Linked DNA regions of Gossypium hirsutum: region 2 is linked to region 1. The links are chromatin contacts, called in public Hi-C maps. All regions are on one chromosome and are shown on one strand. The core of a region is the stretch at or near the end of the contact, and the rest is flanking DNA. Distances in the headings are between cores, read along the strand shown. Region 1 holds the start of LOC121228175. Region 2 holds the start of LOC107917929 (protein FAM135B).

Region 1 (6,614 bases), core at 1,920-4,419:
CTTAGGGAAATCAAAACGGCCTTAAGGACCTCTTTTTTGAAATTCGGCTGCCGTATACGACGGCCACCATTGCCGACGGCTGGTGGCCGGAGTGGACGGACGGTGGCCCGACTGGCCGGAGAAAAGGAGAGGTTGAGAGAGGCTGAGAGTTTTTTTTTCTTTCATTTTCTTTTTAGAGAATGGGCTGCAAATGAAAACTTTTAAAAAAAATTTGGGCTTAAATATGCAGCATGAAACGGCACCGTTTCATTCCCTCCCCGCAGATGCCAAAACGACATCGTTTTTGGGGGGGAACCCGTAACCCAACCTGATTAGTGGGGGATCTGCGTGTTAAGGCCCAAATAGGCTATTTGCTATTTTAATCCTTTCGATCTTCTTGTATGTTTTAATCTAATCCCATTATAGTTTGATATGTTTGAGATTTATCTGCATAATTTATTTTTTATTACATTTGGGTCCTATATTGAAACGTCGCGCACAGGGGTTGGGGAATAATTACCCAGTTAACCCCTGTTCCTTCGCGCGTGTTCTATTTTAGGCCCTGCTTCCATGTTTTTGTGTTTTTTAGATGTGGCCCATAATTTTAACCTTTTTTAATTCAATCCTTACCCTTTTAATATCAAACTGTTTCATATATTTTACTTATTATAATTTTTTTATATTATTTATTTGAAATAGTGTTATATATTATTTATTTTAGACTTTTTACATATTAGTTCATTTAAACTGTTTTATGTATTATATATTTAAAATTACTTTATAAATTATTTATTTCAAATTGTTTTATGCTTTATTTATTTTAATTTTTTTATATATTGTTTATTTTAAACTTTTTCATAAATTATTTATTTTAAATTGTTTTATTATTATTTATTATGTATTTTAAACTATTATCCATTTTAAATTTTTTATATATTATTTATTTTAAACTGTTATATATATTGTTTATTTTGAATTATATATATATATTATTTTTTTAAACCGTTTTGTATATTATTTATTTTAAATTTCTTTTTACATGTTATTTATCTTAAAACTCTTTTTTTTATGTATTTTAAAGTGTCTATTATATTATTTATGTTAAATTTCTTTGTATGTTATTTATTTTCATTTCTTTTACATATTATTTATTTTAAATTGTTTTATACTATTTCTTCAAATTGTTTTATATATTATTTTGCTTCGTTTTCTTCGATTGTTAGTTGTGGTATTAAAATGGTGTATTATGTGAATATTGCCATTATATGCTCTAGGAATTATTTATTAATATTTTCATATTGTTGACATTCATTAACATAACATTTAATTCATGTATTATTATTCATGCTCTATATTACCTTTTTATTTTATTTCGTTTAAATTGCATTGTGTATTAAGTTCTATTATATTTATCCAATATAAGCCGTCATATTTTACTCCAACTAAATAGCACCTATCGTTCCGGTTTTGTAATCACTATTACTCAAAAATTTAAAAAGTGAGGCAATGTTCCATTTTTTTGAAAATTCGAGAAGTCATACCCTAACTTATGGAGTTTCAATTTTCTCATTAAATCTAAACAACCGAGCATCCTTCTAAATTTAAAATACCTAACTCTTAAATAAAAATTAAAAGCAAACTCATTCTCGAGGGCTCAAATGTCGCATCCTAACTTACGGGATGTGGCATATTGTTATCGCGGGATGAGTGGGGCTTTGATGTTCGTTTCATTTTAATTCAAACATTTTTAAAATTAACATTAATAAAAAGGGGATTGTATTTTAAAATCTTTTCAAATTTTCAATTTTTGACATTAAGACGTTGATGAATCAATTAGGTACCAATTTTGGGCATAACGAGGGTTCTAATCCTTCCTCGCATGTAACCAACTCCCGAATTCGTTTTCTCGAATTTCATAGATCAAAATCGTTATTTTAGTAAATCAAAATATTTTATTAAAACGACCAAATTACTAGGTGATCCGACCACACCTCAAAAAAAAATCGGTGGCAACTCCTATTTTCGTTTTTAAGTATTAAAGTTGACCCCTTTTAAAAAAATGGTTTTCATAAACACTTTTCAAAGTAATAAAAATAATTATTATATTGATTTATCCAAAGTAGGTGGCCTAAGCCTCTAGGCTAATACATTGCTTTTGAAATACAAAATAAACTAGTTTATTTTAAAAAAAAACCTTAATTATCTAAGATAAATAGTTTAAATTTTAAAAAAAAACTTATTTATCTAAGATACAACCTAAAAAACTAATTTAAATTCAAAATATTTATTTATCTAAGATAAATAAATAAAATAGTTAAAAAAAAGAGACTATTACACACAAAAAATATTTGTCTAATTATTACAAATAGTGTCCAAAACTCAAATATACTTGGATCTCATGTAAAATGTCGTTCCTATCCATACTTGTATCGTTATCCATACTTGTATCGTTCTCCCCTTATTCAAAAAGATTTGTTCTTGAATCTTAGACTTGCTTTAACAAGCAAATTTTTTGTTGTAGGTGGAGTAATGTAATTGAGTTATCCACCATAGATCTTGAATTAAAAAAACATCATTGGACAAATATGAATTATGGTTAGAGAATTCTTATAAACAAAGCTCTAGTCATTTACTTTCTTCTTCATCACGAAATACATGTTCGCTACCATAAATTTTACAAATCTCTTCTTTAACACAATGTCTCTTTAGTAACTTCAACATTAAATTTGGAACAAGATGTTATCTCAACCCTTGTTTGAACAATTACATTTTAGGTCTTTTTCACCACAATATCCACATTTTAGAAATTGCTTATGAAGAACTCATGGAAAAGGCTTCTATCAACTTTTGGTAATTATCCACGTATATCTTCTTTTGTTGGTTAAGAGATTTAGGGCTCTTTTGGTTTGGCTTTTAACGTCAGTGAGGTGCAGTTGGGGTAGCAACCTCACTGATATATTATTTGGTTCAGCAACACAGTGCAGTGAAAGTTGATTTCAACCACACCGCTATGCGGAAAAGGAGCTGGAGGTTTCAGCAGCAATTGAAGGCAGTGGTGTAGTAGGTATTTTTAACATATAAAAATACCCTTGCTTTTATTTATTATTTTACCATTTTATCCTTAAAAGTTAAACTAATTTCTTTCCCAACCTTATTTTTTTTTCAGATTTGGGAAGAAAACAGTCGTTTTGTTTTTTCATATTTGATAACTGAAACAGTGATTGAACCTGGTTTCTCCCCTCTTTTTTGCTTTGTTCTTGGTTGTGGCTACTACAAAACTGAAGTAAGCAAGATCAAGTGTTTCCAGGTATGCCCACTTTCTTCTCTCTTTTTTTCTTGTCTGAATATAAACTGTGTTGAGTTTGCTCAAAATGAGCTACAATGTCATATCTTGTTATTGCTTGTAACTAGTAGCTTGGATCTTCACAATTTTGGGGTTTCCTGAAATCCACGACTTTTTTGGGGTATTATTTGAATAAGACTCTGTTAAAAGTTGAGAAGTTTCAAAAAAATGGGTAAATTGCATGTAATTTGTTCATCTTTGGGAAGTTTTACAGATTTTTGTAAAGATTTTGTGATTTCTAAGTTTCTGTTGAAAGTTGGATAAGGTTAGCCATTTCAATTTGCTTTTGGTTATTGGATGATAGGAAAGGCTAACTTTGGTAGGGTTGACTCATTTTAGTTTTAACCAGAGTGACCATAAATGTTGGGAAATAATGCAAAATTTAGTTCTTGAAAGGAACAAAGAATAATGTACTAATTTATAAACCACCAGCATTGGAGCCTATGGGAAAAAAACAGCAAAGAGATTGAAACAAAATCAATCTAAACCCATTTGTGAAACAAAGAATCTATGGAAAATAACAAAAAGAAAAGCAGAACAAGTAAAAAGAAAAAGAGAACATACCCGTTTTTCTTGCATGGTTTTCTGATATGAGTAGACTATGAACTAATGTATTAGATAATACTTGATGCTTTAAAACCATGATTATAATTCCTACAAACCCTGAAAAAATAACTGTTGACCCAGAAATACCAAAAAAGAACCATAGGGTGGTCCAACTGACCAGTTTCCCATTTGCCATGGAGAGGATTTTAGGGATTAAGGTGTCGACGATGATAATCCCGTAGGTTTGGAGGATAGATTACCTTGTCTTTAAAACCCCTTGAAATTTACCAAACCGAACATACCAAGGTGATGTTTTACAGGTCCCATCAGGTTGTTCAACTATAATTATATCAGCAGCACCACCAAAGGGATGAAATGGACCAGACACAGTATAAACGCCACGAGACATATAGCTACCTAGTCTCCCCACAGCATACATCCTCTTCCCTTTGAAAATTCTAAAGACACACCCAGATCTTCAGTTGAAAATTCAACCATAATTTAAAATCCCAATCCCAAAAGATTGCCTTTTTGTCAATTGGGATTCTTCAAATCTCACTCCAAAAAGTATAGAACTTACAATTCTGCAAATACCTAGATTATAAAACTCAAAACCAATAAATAATTCAAGAACACGATCAATTAAAAAAATGCTTTTTCTTAGCTAAAGAAAAAATAACGCACCAGTTAGAAAGTTACAAAACTGATGAACAGAGCAATAGTGAGACAATAACGTATAAATTTGGGAATTGTTCAACGCTCAGTGAACTCCACAAAAAAGAAACAAGAAAAACATGAATCAAAGCAAACCAAACAAGATTAATAAAAAAAACAGCTGAGAAACTCTGGGTTTTTTTTCTATTTTATAGTATATTTCTCAATTGTAAATTCAAAAAGAAAAAAGAAAAAAAGGGATTTGAATACTTGATTGAACCAATCAAAATAAAAATAAATAAATGGGGAAAAAAGAGGGCAGTTGATAGAATTAAAGCATATTCGTTCTTTTGATCATTAGAATGTATCCAGAAAGAAACAAATTATATCATTAAAAACCCAACAAATAAAAATTTTTAGAAAAATATATATAACAAAAAATTAAAGAAAACGAAATGAACCTGGGAAAGTTCAAAGCTTATAGAGTGAGGCTTATGAGCAAAATAGAGAGAGATTTTGTATATTAGGTGTGTACCTCGGAAATGTTGAGACTCGAGTGAGTAAGAAAAAGAAGAAAAGAGATTAACAGCGAAAGTTCATTTTGCTATTCTAAGTAAAGAGTCAAATTATGGTTTTGGTCCTTCTCTTATGCTCAATTTTTGTGCTTAGTCTATATGCTTTCTTTTAAGGGTAAACTACACCATTAGTCACTAAACTATGGGTAAGTTTTCGTTTTGGTCCATTCGTGATGTATTATTCTTATTTTTTATGAAACTATATTATTATATCTAATTATATATTTATGGTTTTATGTCGGTTGACATTTAAAATCAAAATAATAATAATAGATGGTAAAGACACGAAATTTTAAGGTTTTAATAAAAATTTTAATTTGCCAAAAAAAATCAAGGTTTTTGCTTCCATTATAAATTAATTACAATTTATATTAAATATAGAGTGTTGAAATAAATTTATAAATAATAGTTATATTAGCTCATGAAAATATAATTGCATCACCAACTATAATTGCAACTATAATCATAATTAACATGCTAATAATAAATTATTAGAGTAAATGTAATAATTTTAATTTTAATGTATGACCTGTATTGTTTCATTATTAAAAAAAAGAGAGATTTATGTTTTTTTTATTATACTTCTATTTTATTTGGTAAAAAAATAAAGACTAAACTAATTAAAATAATAAAAACAAAAAATTAAATCGATCCAAAATTTAAGATTACTCAATGAATGAGTTAATTGCACTAGAAATCTTTAGACCATGACATTTATTCTAAGTTGGTCCTCAAATTTTAAAATATTCTAATTACATGTTTAAATTATTTATATTATATAAATCAAACCTTTTCGTTACTAAAATTAAATGTGACATAATTTAAAATAAAAGCTTTAAAGAATATTGATATTGTAAAAGTGAATGTTATGAAAATCTTGATTATGAGGTTTTTTGAAGTTTTTACAGGAAGCATATTTCACTCTTATTCTTAACTTCATTTTTAGTTATAAATTTTAAAAATTAAGCAACATTTTACTTTTATGTCATATGATTTTGCATGTCATTGAATGATTAAATTAAAAAATAAAAAAATGAAAATACCTAATTGATATAACATAAATAGTTTGAGAATGTAATTAAAATGTAACCAATTTAAAGAATGCTTTGGTGCAATTAGGTCTTTAAAGAAAATTGTCTGAAACCTTATATGTTAAATACTATATTTTAACTTTCTTTTTTTGTCTGAAACCCTCCCGTATCTAGTAAATTGAATCAAGTTGAACCTTTAAACGAGATAAATATTTTTTTCTACAGTCTCACACCTATCTCCCAAATACCAATCATCCATTAAATAATAAATTCAATTATCAGCTCAATAGCAATTGACACTTAAAACATAGCTGTCAAATAGATTATAGGTCATAGCTCATAATCAGTTATCTGTTGATCATCACAGTTGTTTCAAGAAAAGAAATATCTTATGGATGTATTGGACAAAGCAATTCTTGATGACTAGTGTTGCTAAGAAAAACATAAGGAATGAAGTTTGCTTACACTTTTGAAAAGATAGTCATA
Region 2 (6,614 bases), core at 1,935-4,434, 150 kb after region 1:
TTTCTAAAATGTAAATAATGGGAAAGAAATGAGGTGAAGCACATAAATCTCTTCAAGTAGCAAATATATTGTGCAGTTGTTTTGCTGAAGAATATGTGGACTTACTGTTGTATCAATTGACTGAATTCATAGTTGGTAGCAACTTAATATTATGTTCGGTAATGATTTTCCAGTGTATCCATCGCCTAGTGAGCAGTCAGCAGCTGACGATGCTCAGAAGCAAAAGCTGGATGATGCCGACAAAAAAATTACTATTTTCTTATTCCATAATTCTATTCCTTTTAGTGTTGCTAAATCCATGTATTTGCATGTTGAATTTTATATAAGCAAATTAAGTGATCAGTTTACTAATGCAGGGAAGAAGCAGATGAGTTGTGCCGAACTCGGGAGGAGAAAGATGACAGTTCATGCACTGCCTCAGAAATGTTTTTTGAGCTGTTGATGTATAAACATCTTCCTTCTTTGAGCTAAATACTATTTGTTGTTTACTTATAAGTGATCTTTGAGCTGTTACCAGTAGTAATTTAGATTCTTGGTCTCCAAAATGTTGGTGTATAAACAATCATGAGAAGGAAAATGTTCGTTTTGCAGCCAACAGAAATTTCATGGTTTTTATGTTTATTGATTGTAGGCTGTCAGAAAAGATAATAAACAACAGTTTAGCCTTCTTGAGGAAAATGGGGAGCTTCTGATACGTGCAAACCAAGGCCACACCGTCATGGTGATGAATCTTTCTTAAAAATTTATTAATTTCTTCATGCTTTATCTGAATTGTCACCTTAGATTATTTTTAGCTGTTGTTTTGAGCATCTTTATTTATGTCTATGCACTTCTAAGGAAGATATTGTATGTCACGTTGGCAGACAGTTGAGTCCGAAAGATTATTAAAACAAATCCTTTCAGCTGATGAAGTGCAATGTAAGAACATCATGTCTCTTAGATTTATGGACTTTCTTTATGCCTTTTATTTTGCATAATCCTCTTGATTTTCCCTGAGATGATTGTTTGCGTACATGGAACCTATAAAAGGAATTTGGAATCAATTTTGGAGTCGGGTTTGAAGCGCATGAAAAGATTGCATGTTCACTTTTCAAGTGGCTTACCGACTGACGGTGAAGTGATAAGTGGTGAGATATCATGAAATTTCTCTTTACTGTTCCTCTGAACTTTGACATACGAACTCCTTCATTTTACTCTCTATTTTTAATATGCCAGCACGATATACGTGACAAACTGCTTAGGGGTGTTATTATGCTTGTTATGAAAGGGGATTACTAAGATGCCGATATATAACGTGAATTTTAAGCAATAATGGGAAATGACAAGCACTAATCGGCATAAATTGAGTTTTAGTGAATCTAAATGCTGTACAGGGCTTATGATGATTTGTTCTTTTACCCTCTTCAGGTATGAGATGAGATGTTAAACGTTTTGATCTATCTTGATGTTAGAAAAGCTTTGGAAGGTAAGCATGCTTGCAGTTATTGCTTCGGTTCATAGAATCATGAAAGAAGCAAGTCATCTTTCTCACTTTTCTTTAGAGTGTGGCCGAACATATATTGATTTGTTCTTGCCAAACTACGGTTCTTAAGTTGTCTTCGCTTGTTTTCTTGATGACTGCAGAAGGCATGAAGCTTTACATTTCAGACAACAAAGTGATATTGACTGAGGGTTTTGATGGGGTGGTACCTGTCAAGTGCTTTGAGAAAATAGAATCATGGCCAGACAGAAAACATATACCTTTCTCAAATGTTTAAAATTGAATGATGAAATGATCAGCTTTTTTTTTTTTTACTTTCTTTTAAACCTGTGTGATGACAAATTTGTATTTATAAAAGATGACCACCATTCATATTTGTCCAAGTCGATTACAATAAGAGTACATTTTATCTATATAAATTGTTAATCCAAGTCTGTTCAATCTTTAGACAAAATGAACCTTGCTAAACAAGTTATGCGTGCAATTTAGTTGGAGAGGTTTTTTGTTAGCTCATGTAAAACTTTTGTTGGTTAAACTATTAGAAATTCAAGAGCAAATTGGGTCCTCTAATATAAAAATAAGCAATTTAGTCCTTATATGCTTCGTTTTGAAGCAAACAAGTAACTTTTGAATAGTTTTAATATTTTTCTTATCTAAATGCTCGTGGAAAAAATTGAAAATAAATATGTCTAAAAGTTTAATCATAAAAAATCCATCTTTCTACAGAAAATATAACAAAAAGAAGAAGTTAAAATGAAAGAAGAAAACAACATTGAAGACCAAAATTGCTGCAATTCAAATCTAGAAACAAAATTGAAATTGAGAAAATAAAATTTACGTTCTAAATTTTAGAGTTTGAAATTGTTGATGCACAAACAATAGAATCCTAATTTTTCAATGGACAGAAAATTACTGATGAGATGAGTTGAAAGGTGCTTTACGGTCGGAAATGGAATACATAATTGGGAATATGAAGAAAAACCCTAATTCATTATGTTGTTAAGTAAATTGAATTTGGGTTGTTGATGGTAAAGTAACAATCATAAAATCAATATTCAAAGTCAAGTTCAAATATTTTAATATTTGATAGAAGAAATTTATGAAGTTTGTTGATACAATCATTAGAATATTTAATACTAAGAATTTTATTAAATTATATATTTTTGTTAAATTATATTTAATCATAATTATTTTAAATTATATTTTATAGTATAATATATTATGATTTTAGTAAATTCATATAAGAATATTTAATACTAAGAATTTTATTAAATTATATATTTTTGTTAAATTATATTTAATAATAATTATTTTAAATTATATTTTATAATATTATATATTATAATTTTAATAAATTCATATATTCTATTAAATTATATATTTTTATTAAATTATATTTAATAATAAATTTTAATCATTTATTAATTTTGTAATTGTTAAATAATTTTAAAAACTTCTATTATATATCATTTTTAATCTAATGTCCTTAAAGGTCATTTTCTATTTTCACCTCACCGCTACAGCTGCGTTTGAATCCAAACACACACTCCACCGTTGTTTCTAATCTCACCGCTACAGTATCCAATCTCACCGTTACAGTAACTAATCTCACCGCCACTGTTGTTTTTAACCTCACCGGAGCTAAACACACCGCCCATCCAAACTAAACCTAAATATCTTACCTTCTACAAAAATTTAATTAATAAAAATAAAATAAAATAGTAACTTCATTTTTTCTTAAAAAACGAAACCAAAATAAAGATCAACGTATTCCACCAGATCTCTGTATTTCATTTCCATTTCTTTTAGTATTTTTATATTTAATTTTCTTTCTTTATCAACCTCCCCATTCATCTGTAGCTATAACACCAAAAAGCCTGCAAACCCTATCTCTATTTGTAGATCTGAGCCCAGGTTTGTTGTTTTTTTGTTTTTCTTTTTCCTACTTTTTTTGGTTGCTTATCATTTTTATTTGGATTTATTTTATTTTATTTTATTTTATTTTTAAGGTTGTTAGTAAACTTGATTAATTTTATTCTGAACACTGTTAGTTCCATACTGTTAATAATCTCAAAATGTTCTTATTTGGTTCTTTTAAATTGCAATGTTCTCATTATATAGCAGCCTTTAATGCAATTCCTTAAAAATTTATGCTGTTACTGATTTTTGGAATGATGATTTTCTTTTTCAACATTTTGAATTTTTTTTTTTGGTTCCTCCTTTTGCAGCTATTTAGCCTTTGCATTGTACGAGGAGAAATAAAGACAGTGGGTCGTATAGAGAGAGTTGTTAGTCTTGGTTTTTTATGTGAGGGTGCATTGTTCTCTGATGATTGTATGACAGTCAAGGGTATATGGTTTTGAGAAGGACCCTGGATTTTGATACTTCAGAGCGAAAAAGTAAAGAGGGATGCAATATTTGTGGATACTTGATTTTGATTACATATGTTACGTCGTATTGCGTGGTTAATTGGTTTCAATAATAAAGTCGAACAAGCGAAGAAGTTATCCAATGCAAAACCGCAACCGGCTAAAGTACAGCCGGCTGTCATGTTGGATACTATCCAAGAGATTGCAATTTACATCCATAGGTTTCATAACCTTGATCTTTTCCAGCAAGGGTATGGAGCATTTTTTATATTTGGTTTACTATGATTTGTGCGTATTATCCTTATGTTTTGTATTTGTTTAGATGGTATCGACTTAAGATTACTATGAGATGGGAAAATGATCAGCAAACTTCTATAGGAGCGCCTTCAAGAGTCATGCAATATGAAGGTAAATTGTTAAAATTCAGTTGCTTTTTTTCTTCTAACGTTTGTTACCTATTTGCCTCCATTCCTTTATAAGAAAAAAAAATATAAAATAATTTTCTTAAAGTTAGAAAGTTTCTATTTGTCATTATAGTCAGAACATTATCTCATTAACTTATAAAATGTTTCCAGTATTGCTATATTCAGTCATTTTGTATTGAAACCAGTCGCTCTAGAGACCTAAACTGGAAAATTGCAGTTTACTTTATTGGGAAGTGCCACTTCATAATAGAAAAATCTGCTATGTTGTCCAATTAATTGATCAAAATATTTTCTATGCAGTTGAAGCAAATACATCTGAAGTAGGTTACATGCTTAATTAAAACCCAGCATTGATTTTTGTCTTTAGACAACATTCTTTTTTTCTTAATAAGACTAGGAAAATGTTGCAGCTCCAAATGTTGGTTCTGATGATGTATACGGAGTGTGGAGGATTGATGACACTGACAACAGTTTCGCAACACGGCCTTTTCGAATCAAATATGCGAAACAGGATGTTCTTCTATCTATCTTGGTTGCATTTCATCTACCCCTTACTGAGAACGAGGCAGGAAATCTCTCTTTATTTTCCTGCACATACTCACATTTGCACACAACTCTCTTTTTTAGCAGTTGATTCAACCACATACGTTGCTAGAACTTGTGCAGCTCTTAACCTGCCTGTACCACTGATTCACATATTTTCATTAGTAAATATACGGCCTAATGTCAGTCTATCATAGGTTTGATGCTTTACTCTTTTGATATCAAATGATGCTCAAATCTGTAACTCCAACCATATATTGAATGGAAATGGCATTGGATGTTCCCAAAAGTTGACTCTTACCAGTGTTTTCTTCAATTGATTCTGGTATTCATGGAGGACATCCATAGAATCTTTCCTACCATGATTGGTTTGGCTATTGCCGAGCCATTGAAGGTCAATATCTATATTCTCTTATAACCTATTATGGTGCTAATGTAGTAATATCTAACAGGGCCCTTTATCATCAGCTGTCATATTGAAGTTTGAGCTTCTCTATTCTCCTGTATTGGAGAAAGGGTAAGTTGATAAATCCTGTTTTCATTTTTATATGTGCATCATTTCACTTACCTCTATATTTTTTTTTTCTTTTCAATTTAAAAGTTCTCATAATTAACTGAAAACTGCTGCATTCAGTTCTGAGTTTCAGCCTTCTTCAGATGGTTGCCCTGCTGCAGTTCATGAATTTCGTATCCCTCCTAAAGCTCTTTTAGGACTGCATTCCTATTGCCCTGTTTATTTTGATTCATTTCATGCTGTTCTTGTGGATGTAAGTGTTCACGTCTGTCTCCTAAAAGTTGGTTCTCGCAAGGGCGCAAAGAAAGTACCCAGGTTTGTCACAGATTCTAGAAACAGCAATGCTAACTTAACAGGACTCATATTCCTTTCATCACCCTTTTTGAACCTTCTTTTGGGGTGGGGTATTTCTTGGTGGAATGAAAGAGAAAGGGAGGGGCGGTCTTGGTTATAAAGTAAATTGTGCTATGTTGACACGTTGTAGTAATTTGACCTGTTGAATTATTTCAGCGTTCCTTATAGTGCCCCCAATGCTGTTGCTGGTGAAACTATCGACGGATCTAGTCAGGTTTGTTCTAAACATAGGATAATAATAAACAGTAACACATCTCTAATAGTTTAGTTATTTGTTTGAGCGGTGGAAACTGTGGGTATAATACGTTGATCTGAATTTATGAATATTATGAGGCTTTATTATTTACGATAATAAAGTTCAAAATAGCCATTTTTAGTTTTTTGGGTTTAATAATGTTTTTTCTTGTGGATTTACATGAGCAATAGTGGAAATCATCTTATATCTTCTTATTATCATTAATAGTCAGGATTCTATGTACTGATAATTCAATTATGTGATTGACCAGGCACTAGATAAAGTGGCATGTACTGACTTGAAACATGCCACGCTTGTTAAGGCTTTATTTGATGCTCGTGACACACTGCTTGTGGAGCTACAAAGATTTGGCAATGGTATTAACCGAGTAATTGATTTAACTGAATTTACATCCACAATGAACGAAACAAAACTATCTGATTCCATTCTGCAAGCAAACCCGGCTACTGCTCATGCTGAAGTTCCCGGACAAGGCAAGCCACAAAATGGTCTTGAGGTCCTTGCTTTATTTTATCAAGCAGCATACACTTTCCTATTTATTTCTCCTTTTTTTTAATGATATTATAGGTTTTTTTATTGATTGAAACTACAATAGCTTCCTCTCTTTAACAGGGAGTTGGTGGTAGATTAGATGTTAGGTTGCTCCAGAACTTATCCAAGGATGATAAAATTA

The links. Hi-C and Micro-C count contacts between places; a contact is called where the count stands out from the background.
Region 2: a Hi-C map of leaf shows a contact between it and region 1, with 2.7 times the contacts expected there. The contact joins the promoter of LOC107917929 here to the promoter of LOC121228175 in region 1. A contact is called at or near these places in 3 of 34 Hi-C or Micro-C datasets (leaf and petal).

The regions. Positions count from the first base shown.
Region 1 is chrA01:33,346,225-33,352,838 of Gossypium_hirsutum_v2.1, forward strand. LOC121228175 reads left to right here and starts at 3,170. Exons shown (of 2, transcript XM_041111429.1): 1 at 3,170-3,286. It overlaps LOC107917116 (a long non-coding RNA gene), which reads right to left and starts at 5,378. Exons shown (of 2, transcript XR_005925708.1): 1 at 4,984-5,378; 2 at 3,712-4,462. LOC121228172 (L10-interacting MYB domain-containing protein-like) reads left to right here and starts at 6,308. Exons shown (of 2, transcript XM_041111425.1): 1 at 6,308-6,614.
Region 2 is chrA01:33,499,234-33,505,847 of Gossypium_hirsutum_v2.1, forward strand. It overlaps LOC107917929 (protein FAM135B), which reads left to right and starts at 3,185. Exons shown (of 16, transcript XM_016847348.2): 1 at 3,185-3,394; 2 at 3,709-4,100; 3 at 4,172-4,257; 4 at 4,685-4,839; 5 at 5,270-5,334; 6 at 5,452-5,646; 7 at 5,842-5,899; 8 at 6,192-6,437; 9 at 6,554-6,614. The coding sequence starts at 3,925. LOC121223056 (endo-1,4-beta-xylanase 5) reads left to right here. Exons shown (of 11, transcript XR_005920428.1): 6 at 357-443; 7 at 632-721; 8 at 864-918; 9 at 1,030-1,127; 10 at 1,408-1,465; 11 at 1,624-1,893.